2 separate regions of the Lactuca sativa genome follow, and region 1 is linked to region 2. A link is a contact called in public Hi-C data. All regions are on one chromosome and are shown on one strand. Each heading gives the region's core, a stretch centred on a gene start, on an enhancer-like site or on the middle of the called end of the contact. The rest is flanking DNA. Distances are from core to core; before and after follow the strand shown. Region 1 holds the start of LOC111876559 (protein CHLOROPLAST IMPORT APPARATUS 2). Region 2 holds the start of LOC111876544.

Evidence for each region. Hi-C and Micro-C count contacts between places; a contact is called where the count stands out from the background.
Region 1: a Hi-C map of leaf shows a contact between it and region 2, with 9 times the contacts expected there. The contact joins the promoter of LOC111876559 here to the promoter of LOC111876544 in region 2. A contact is called at or near these places in 2 of 4 Hi-C or Micro-C datasets (both in leaf).

What each region holds. Positions count from the first base shown.
Region 1 is chr9:19,833,241-19,838,109 of Lsat_Salinas_v11, reverse strand. It overlaps LOC111876559 (protein CHLOROPLAST IMPORT APPARATUS 2), which reads left to right and starts at 1,533. Exons shown (of 3, transcript XM_023873119.3): 1 at 1,533-2,107; 2 at 2,343-2,492; 3 at 2,638-2,787. The coding sequence starts at 1,775. The coding sequence ends at 2,664.
Region 2 is chr9:19,655,744-19,660,133 of Lsat_Salinas_v11, reverse strand. It overlaps LOC111876544, which reads left to right and starts at 2,226. Exons shown (of 1, transcript XM_023873103.1): 1 at 2,226-2,627. The coding sequence starts at 2,226. The coding sequence ends at 2,627. It overlaps LOC111876492 (laccase-3), which reads right to left and starts at 288. Exons shown (of 5, transcript XM_023873016.3): 1 at 150-288; 2 at 1-27. The coding sequence starts at 236.

The sequences.
Region 1 (4,869 bases), core at 284-2,783, 180 kb before region 2:
TATATTACTAAAAAAAATTAGAAGAAAATAATAGTAATATGTTGATTAAAGTAAAATTGCATGTCACAAATCTCATTTATATTATTAACAATAAATATTATGTTCGTTAAAGTAGTGGACTCTTATTGTCTTTAGCAGTAAGAAATTTCTTTAGTAATATTTTACAAAAAATATATGGGGCCTTAATTTAATTTTTATACCGAGCCTCTAAAATTTTAAGGTGAGACTACAAACCACATAACCATAACTTACATACATGAACACCATAAGACTGAAAAAAATTACCTTGTCAATGAGTGTCAATCCAACAAGATTCTTTCAATATTTGATCAAGAGTGTCTTTTTTTAGAAGTATAAGACATTCCATACTTTAGTTTGAAAGGAGACCAAACTTGCAACAATCACGATAGTTAGATCGTATTATGAAAAACAAACGCCAATGGCTAAACATGTAATTTACTCTACATTTCATACAGAGTGGTGTGGAAATTCTTCAATATATACTTTTATTAAAAAAAACTAGTTGTGAGACACGTATATTATACGAGTTGATTAAAATAAAAATTTAAATATGAATGATTAAACTGGAAGTTTATTTAAATTTGAAATTTGAAATAAGTAAATATTATGAAAAAAAACATGTAGAAAAATTATGTGTTTAGTTGTCAGACTCGTGTATTAAACGTGTTAATTATATAAAAACGTTAAATACGAAGGTTTAAACTGTAAATTTATTTAAAACTGAAATTAAAGTTTGAAATTTGAAATTTGAAATTGATATAATCATTATGGTATGTTTAATTTATGGAAACTAAATTAATGATATATTAAAAAAATGAAAAATGAAGTAAATGACAAGTGAAAAATAAATATTTTAAAATTATGACAAAATGACATGTGACATAATCCATAAGAGGATAACATGTGAATAAATTATTTTCATTTAAGATGAGACATATCTCTATTAAATATATGATCAGGCGTGTCTTCTTTTTTTAAGAAGGATAAGACATACCCTACTTCTAAAAAACCCAAGAGTAAGTGAAGATATGTATCCTTGACCTTATATAGATCTGACGCAAATATATCCTATTCGGCTAGTTGAGTCTGTTTAGGTATACTTCTATTTTAAATATCCATCAAACAGTCCAATTAGCTTCCCTCCAAGGACAACTCTAGTTATAGGTGGACATCCGGTTAGGCTCTACGTCAACATGAAGTAAAACTAGCAAACAAACAATTGTTCAAGTTACATTCAACCAAAAAGACTAAAAATATCAAGAAATGTTTACGAATTACGATGATAATTAAAGTCGACATACAAGAGTTTTTATAGAAGATGCCATACAACCAAACTGATATTCTACTTAAATTCAAGGATATAGGCCCACTCATATAATTATTTTTGACCTTACAATAATTATTAAAAAGTGCTATGTTGGATGCATATTCTGACCAATAAGAGGAAGATAAGGCCATGTCATCCAACAAAAAAAGAGCAACCACTAGCCAGCCAGGCAACCCAAACCCCATAATATTCACCCACACCCTCAATCCTCATACTCATGCACATCAAAGCTTAAGCACCTCCTGCCAAACACACCCACACACACTGAAAAATGGGGCAAAATTCTGTGTTTAAGTCTCCAAAGAAAGAAGAACAACTTGTCCCAGATTCCATAATCGATGAATATTTTGAAAGCAACGCTGACAATCTATCTGATTTCGAGGGCATTTTGGATATTAAACATAAAGAAATCAAGGAGAAGGTGTTATGAGTATCACTTATGATGAACTCAATTGGGATCATTTGATCGAATGGGATGAATTTTCAATCAATGAAGTGGATCAAGATCAGGCTGTTTGTGATGGGGAAAAGTCCGCAAATCGGGAGGGTAGTATGGTCAATTTGATTGGAAACATAAAGAAAGAAATTTGGGGATATTGGGAAGAAGAAGAAGTCGATGATGATGAAGATCAAGAGCATAATGAGAAGAAAGAGAGTTTATATTTAAGCTTGAATTATCAAGACGTTATGGATGCCTGGTCGAACCGTGGTCCTTGTTGGACGGATGACTTCGCTCAATCAACCTCTGACAATGGCTATGTAAGTTGCTAAAAATTTCGATTAATTTTACTTTTCAAACAACTTTCTTTGAATAATGTATCGGGTTTTTGGTGATATCATTGCAAACATGTTATGTAGATTAGAAGAATAGATCATTTGTTTGATGGAAATAAGGAAATTTCTATAGTGACCTTTTATGATATTTCTTCCGTAGAATGTATTACATGACATGATGTAAAAAAATCATAATTGATAATAGTTTTGAATGTTTTAGATAGGAGAGGTACCGGTGATGGAAGAAGCTCGAACCAAAAGGGAAGCAAGTGTTCTGAAATATAAAAAGAAACGTGAAAGTAGACTCTTTTCTAGAAAGATAAGATATCATGTTCGAAAACTCAATGCTGATAAAAGACCAAGACTCAAGGTTACTAGTACTTGTTAAAGTTTGTTGTCTATAATTTGGTGAATACTTGTTCAAATCGTGTTTTGAATATAACATATAAAAATACATGTTTTAAAATATAATTAATTTGTTGAGAGGATCTAAATTTTGAAATATTTTTTTACAGGGAAGATTTGTGGAAAGGGAATCATGAGAAGATACTAAAAGGCGATGAGAAAAATATCTACACAAAAAAATATCTTGTCAAATTGTTTGGTATTTTATTTTCTACGTGGCCATCCTTTGTGTATTGTCTTTTTCATAATTCATTTATGTAAATTTCTCTCTCTCTCTCTCTCTCTCTATATATATATATATATATATATATATATATATATATATATATATATATATATATATATATATATAGGCTTAGGTTTTTTTGTTTCTAATAACTATTGTGTGCCAGAATGCACAGATCTAGACCATTGGATGGAATATAATCAAGAGTCATGATCTGAGAGTCTATGATAGTAGAATAAGATAACATATACCATATAATCACACAAATTTCAGTATAAGGGCATTTTAGTCAATTAACCTATATTAAAAAAGGAAATTTTCGTATTTTTAGGGATAATTAATTCCTTTATTTTTAAAAATCTGAATATTTTAAATTAATTCAAAATTAAAAATCCGATTTTATTATGTCAGAATGATAGAAAGTTAGCAATAAACTAGTAAATATATTTTTCGATTTATTCTGTCAGAATGACAGAATGTCAACCATAAACTAGTAAATACATTCTGAAAGAATACACAAAATCGATTCTTGAACTAATAATATACCAAATAATTACAATGTATGATTGAATGTTAGCAATAAACTAGTAAATATATTTTTCGATTTATTCTGTCAGAATGACAGAATGTCAACCATAAACTAGTAAATACATTCTGAAAGAATACACAAAATCGATTCTTGAACTAATAATATACCAAATAATTACAATGTATGATTGTGATTCATTAAATAATAACAAACATTCTGAAAGAATAACAAGTATAATTCTTAAAAAATAACAACATTCTTAAACAATGAGTGTGATCATTCTTTAATTCATTATTCAAGCATTTCCCATCAGGTCTTCAAGCCATTCTTCAAGCCATTTCTATCAGAAATTCATTGCCAAGTAATTCGTAGTGATACACTTGTAACAACTACACATTAAAAATACAAAGTCTTTCATTTATCATTTTCTTTAAATAAATCTTTTATTTTTTGAGAATTTTTTTTTCTTACTGGCATTTCGTCGAACAGTTGGAATGCATGATATGTATCCAACATCGGTTATTAGGTAGCAAAGAATTGAAACATCTCAAATTCATGCAATTAAAAAGACTAATTACAATCGTACATATCTTTATTCAACAACATACTTTTGATAGATCCACCTAAGCAACTTGCGAGAAAATGTAAATTTGAAACAAACAGAGTGGTCATTATACAAGAGAGCCAATTGCAGGAGTAACCCCATGAAAATGGTAATAATCAAATCATATACCTGTATTCTATTGTAATACAAGAGAGCCAATTACAGGAGCTGATAAATTGAGAAACAAGGAAACGGTGGCTGGAATGAGACGTCGGAGCTTCTTCGCTTGGTGAGAGAGACTCAAGGCGTACGATGTTGTTACCCCTTGAAGTTGGAGGATTCAATTTGGTTTAAGCGTGCACTCAATTTAAGTAGGCTGATCTCAGGGATGACCTAATTTGCCAATAGAGGGATTAAATTGAAATTAGGGATGGGAGGAGAGGAGAGGAAATCGGTGATGGTCGGCTGGTAGAGGAACAACATTGAAGTTACCGATTGATCAGGTGCGGCTACAGATTTTTTAGGGCGATCGTTTGAAGATAAAGAGGGGAGAAAACTAGGTTGTAGGAAGTTAATGAATTACCATAATTAAAAATGCAAAGATTACTATAATACCTTTACATGATTTATTTAAAGATTTATTATTTCCTCGATTCTCATTGGTGCATACATGCACACAATAGTTGCTAAAAACATTTGAACTTATCTCTCTCTCTCTCTCTCTCTATATATATATATATATATATATATATATATATATATATATATATATATATATATATATAGAGAGAGAGAGAGAGAGAGTTTTTGAGAAGTAATATAAATATGAGAACCATATAATTACTAATATGGTCAACATTTTTCAAAAACAACACCACCATTAAACTGAAAATAACGCCTTTAAAACATATTCATACTAAAAAAAGATTTCACATTTTATTTTGAAATGTACGTATATGTACATTTTAATATGCATCAAATGTGTATATATGCACAATTACCTTTTTGTATTTTTTTAGACATTTTCAGTTGCAATTTATTTT
Region 2 (4,390 bases), core at 977-3,476:
TAGCCTCCTTACTGCTACCTCTTGAACCTGTAACACCCAAATTATAATTAATACTCAATCAACCACCTCAAAGATAACTAACCCCAATAGATAACTGAAAACTTAAATATAGAGTATATATTTATAGCACATTAATATATAGGACGTACTTTAAACTCATGGTGGTGTGTTTCTGCATATGTGGTAAAAGCAAGGGAAAGCAGTAAGAGAGCCCGAAGGATGGACTTGGATATCATCGTGAGAGAGGTGAAGGTTTGTTGTGTGTTTATATGGTGATCATAGGGGTGGGTATATATATATAGGAAGGAATTTGGGTTAGGTTATGAGTCAATAGTGAAGTTGGAACCGAGGAAACATAAACCAACTACAAAGATGATTTTGGTGTAACAACTTGGTTTATTTTTATTTTTTTTCAATCACTTTTGGAGAGTTGCTTTTGTAGTGATGTGAAACAGGTACATTTCTTCTCTTCTCGGTGGTTGAAATTTGTTTACGATAAAACATCATATAATAACTTATGAGTGTGCATGGAAAATTAAACGGTAGAATCAGAAAATCATTGAATTACGGGATGTTATTGACGCTGAAAAAATAATAACTAGATTTGCTGACTCATACATCGAATTATAGAACCTATATATATTAAAAGGCTATGACTTTCAATCGAGTGGAGATACATGAGGTTCCCCAAGCAGGCTAAATCATTGGTCCAAAATCCTTCCAAACTCAAATGTAAAGTTTCTCGAATTTAAGTTATTTCGGTTTTTTATTATATTCTATGTCTAATTGTGTAAATCGAGAGAAATCTAGAACAGTGCAAAAAGAGGAAATCAGTTGACTTTTTTAATCATACTTGAAACAAAGGATGGGTCTTGCACGTTTCTCATCAATTTGTTAAATTAGCTTTATATTCAGGTAAAATATATGCCGTTTTAGTGTTGAGAGAGATTGGTTTGGGCCTAAAGTCGAAGAATAACCTTCATTATTAAACTTGGTTCAACTAACAAAAGAGTTTTGGTGGTACCTACTAACTGTATGTCTCAATTTGTTTTATTACTTTGGCATTGTTAATTACTTATTTACTTGTTCAATGTTATAGCTTTTTGGATTAGATACAAAAAGTAACAATTGTTCATTATAACTTCATACTTTCAATTTTTTTAAATTACTAAGTTTTTTTTCTTATTAAGACGTTATAATTTGAAACTTTTTACCTAATTAATATATATACTATTGTACTTATAATTATATTTTCCCTTATTATATTTTGAAAAATCTATCAAACTATAGCAATATAATTTGATGTATTTTAATGACATTTCTACAATTATGACCATATCTTATGTTCCAAAGGATCTTTTTTTGAATGCTAGAAGATTTTATTAAATAAAAACCGACAAAAAGCTTGTTAACGAATTGCAATGAAGAAATATCTGAAGTTGATTTTGTAACCAACATATCCAAATTACTTTCTGACTTAGCCTAGGTAACCAAAATAGCAAGTATGTGACTATGTTATCATATAAGACATTCTTTCATGGATTTTTAGATTGAAAAATTCAAGCGTAATGAAACGTCCACAACACCCAAAGTTGTCTGAATGACCACATGTTAAACTTGTCTCTCGGCCATGTCACCCAAGAAATTCGACCTTTCACCGTATGAAAAGAAGGAAAATCAACATTCCACCGACTTCTCATATGCATCCGAATAGATTGAGTATATTACAACTAGTCAATAGATGATTTGTTGTCTCAACATAAGAGTCACAAAGGGATCAAAGAATCAATTGGATATCAACACTTTTTATTCATCAATTCACATACAATTATGTTTTTCCTCCAACTCATGCTATTGGAAACCTTTGATTTTCTCCCTAATTTACTCTCAGTCGTATATAGCATTTCCATACTTATATTCCTTAATTGTTGTTCCTTCCCTATTCGAGCCGTTCTCAATTGTATATGTACACTTGCATCATTATAATGAAATTGAGCTTTTTGGTATCAATTTTTATATGGTATCAAAGCATTCGATCTATAAACCAAAGAAAACCCTAATCGACCTCTATGGCCGGCGACGATACAATCAAAACCCAGAATCATAATGGGAAGGAGGTCATCGATCATAACTCACCTCTCTACCTACACGCTTCCGACTACCCAAAATCAATGCACGTGAATGAAGTACTTATTGACAAGAACTACAATGATTAGAAACAAGAGATGATGAATTTCTTGTTTCCCAAGAACAAAACCGGTTTCATTGGTGGGTCGATTAAAAAACCAGATACAGAATATGAGAAATACCTACCATGGATGCATTGTAATGAAATGATCAAAAGTTGGTTGACCACGGAAATGGAGAAGGAGATTTGCAACAATGTGAAATATGTAAAGACGGCTACAGAAATTTGGCAAGATTTGAAGGAGCGCTTCGGAAAGGAGAGCGCTCCCAAGGCATACGAATTAAAACAGGCAATGAACAGCACTCGACAAGATGACACCACAATATCAGCCTACTATACCAGACTCTGCGTCTTGTGGGACGAGATGGAGACATTTCTTCCCACTCCTCGATGTTCTTGTAATGGTTGTTCATGTGATCACACAAAGAAGCTAACATAACTGAAAATAATAATAATAATAATAATAATAATAATAATAATAATAATAATAATAATAATAATAATAACTTATGAGTTTCTTATGGGGCTTGATGGCCAATTTAGTGTTATCAAGACACAAATATTGGCCATGAAACCTACACCAAAGCTGAGCATCGTCTACCATCTTGTGGCGGAGGATGAGCAGCAACGAATGATTACCGCTTCCAAGAAATCAGTCCGTGAAGTGGCTGCCTTCCAAGCCAGCTTTCAAGGGAGACAAGAGCAAGCACGTAACCAGATGGGGAAGTAGAAAGATACAAAACGAGACTCGTGGATAAGGGTTTTACACAAATAGAGGGAGTGGACTATCACGACACATTCGCATTGATCGCAAAATTGGTAACATTAAGTGTAACACTCAGTTTCCAAAACGGATCGGTTTAAAGCATCAAGGAGTCAAAGGCATGATTTTTGGGTAAAATCGGGTGTCACGACATGACCATAGAGAGGTCACGACGTGAAGAGTGAATGAATGAAAATATGTGGATTCAACTGAGCTCACAACGTGAGACATAAGGGCTTACCATGTAAGAACTATTGCAGCCCAAGCCCATGATATTTTAGGATTTTCCTTCGTATTTAAGCCCATCTAAGTCATTTTTCGGGTTCATTACCAGCGTCCTTCGTCCTCAAACACAGAAAAACCCTAACCCTAGCCTCTCCTTGTGATTCTTGAGCTTTTGGTGGTGTTTTGGTGGATTAAAGAAGAAGGGATCGCCTTTGGAGCATAGATCCAGCTTAGAAGCTTCATTTACATCTAACAACATCTCTGGACCTTTGTGAGTAACCAAGATTCAAGCTTTATGATTCCTTGTTGATAGATCTAAGGTTTTATGCATGATTATCCATGGGTAGATGAGTTAGAGTGTTCGGACTCCATAAAGTTAGCAACTTTATGGGTCCTTAGAGTCCTTTGGTGATTATATGTGGTGGATATGAAGTTTAGGTGATGGTTGAGCTCATGCTTGAGGTTTTTACCTTCTTTTCTAAGGGGTTTTTAGCATTCTAACACTCCTAAGGTGTACATGCAACCCTAAATACCTTGGATCTATGTTTTCTCTATTATACATGCAAATATCAATTTTCCAAGGTATTGTTCTAACTAGCATAATATGAAGTACGTATAATATAAATTCTAGTAGAATTACATACCTCTTTGTTGTAGCTTGATTCAATGGAGCTTAAGATCCTAGTGCCTCAAGTGTGACACCTCAAATGGTTCACACAACATCACCAACATCTTGGAATAACTCAAGAGAAAAAGGTTCCTATGCTCAAATCGGCTAGCCCTCATGTGTACACACACTAGTGCCAATTTCTTGAGCCATGGGGCCCTTGTATATGGTGGTTATTAGGGTTACACCATGTAACTCATGTCTTTCCATATTCTTCATGCTCGATGGGTTAAAACCTCCATGGGTTACTCCATGGGTTTAGCCCAACATGAAGAACTATGGATCATAAGCCCACATATATAAGAATGAATACAAACACTTCACACAATTGGTCTTAGTTGGTCTCTATTTATCCAAAACATCATAACTTACCAATTTCAAATGTACAAGAGTAGAAACACAATTTACTCTTACATTTGACAAGTGTTAATAAACCTTCTTTAAGATGTGTCACTCAAGTTACAATCTTGGAGTATGACTCTAAGACTTGTTTTGGAACGAAGTATGACTCATCTTCTTGATTTAACCATTTTAACAATTCATGACT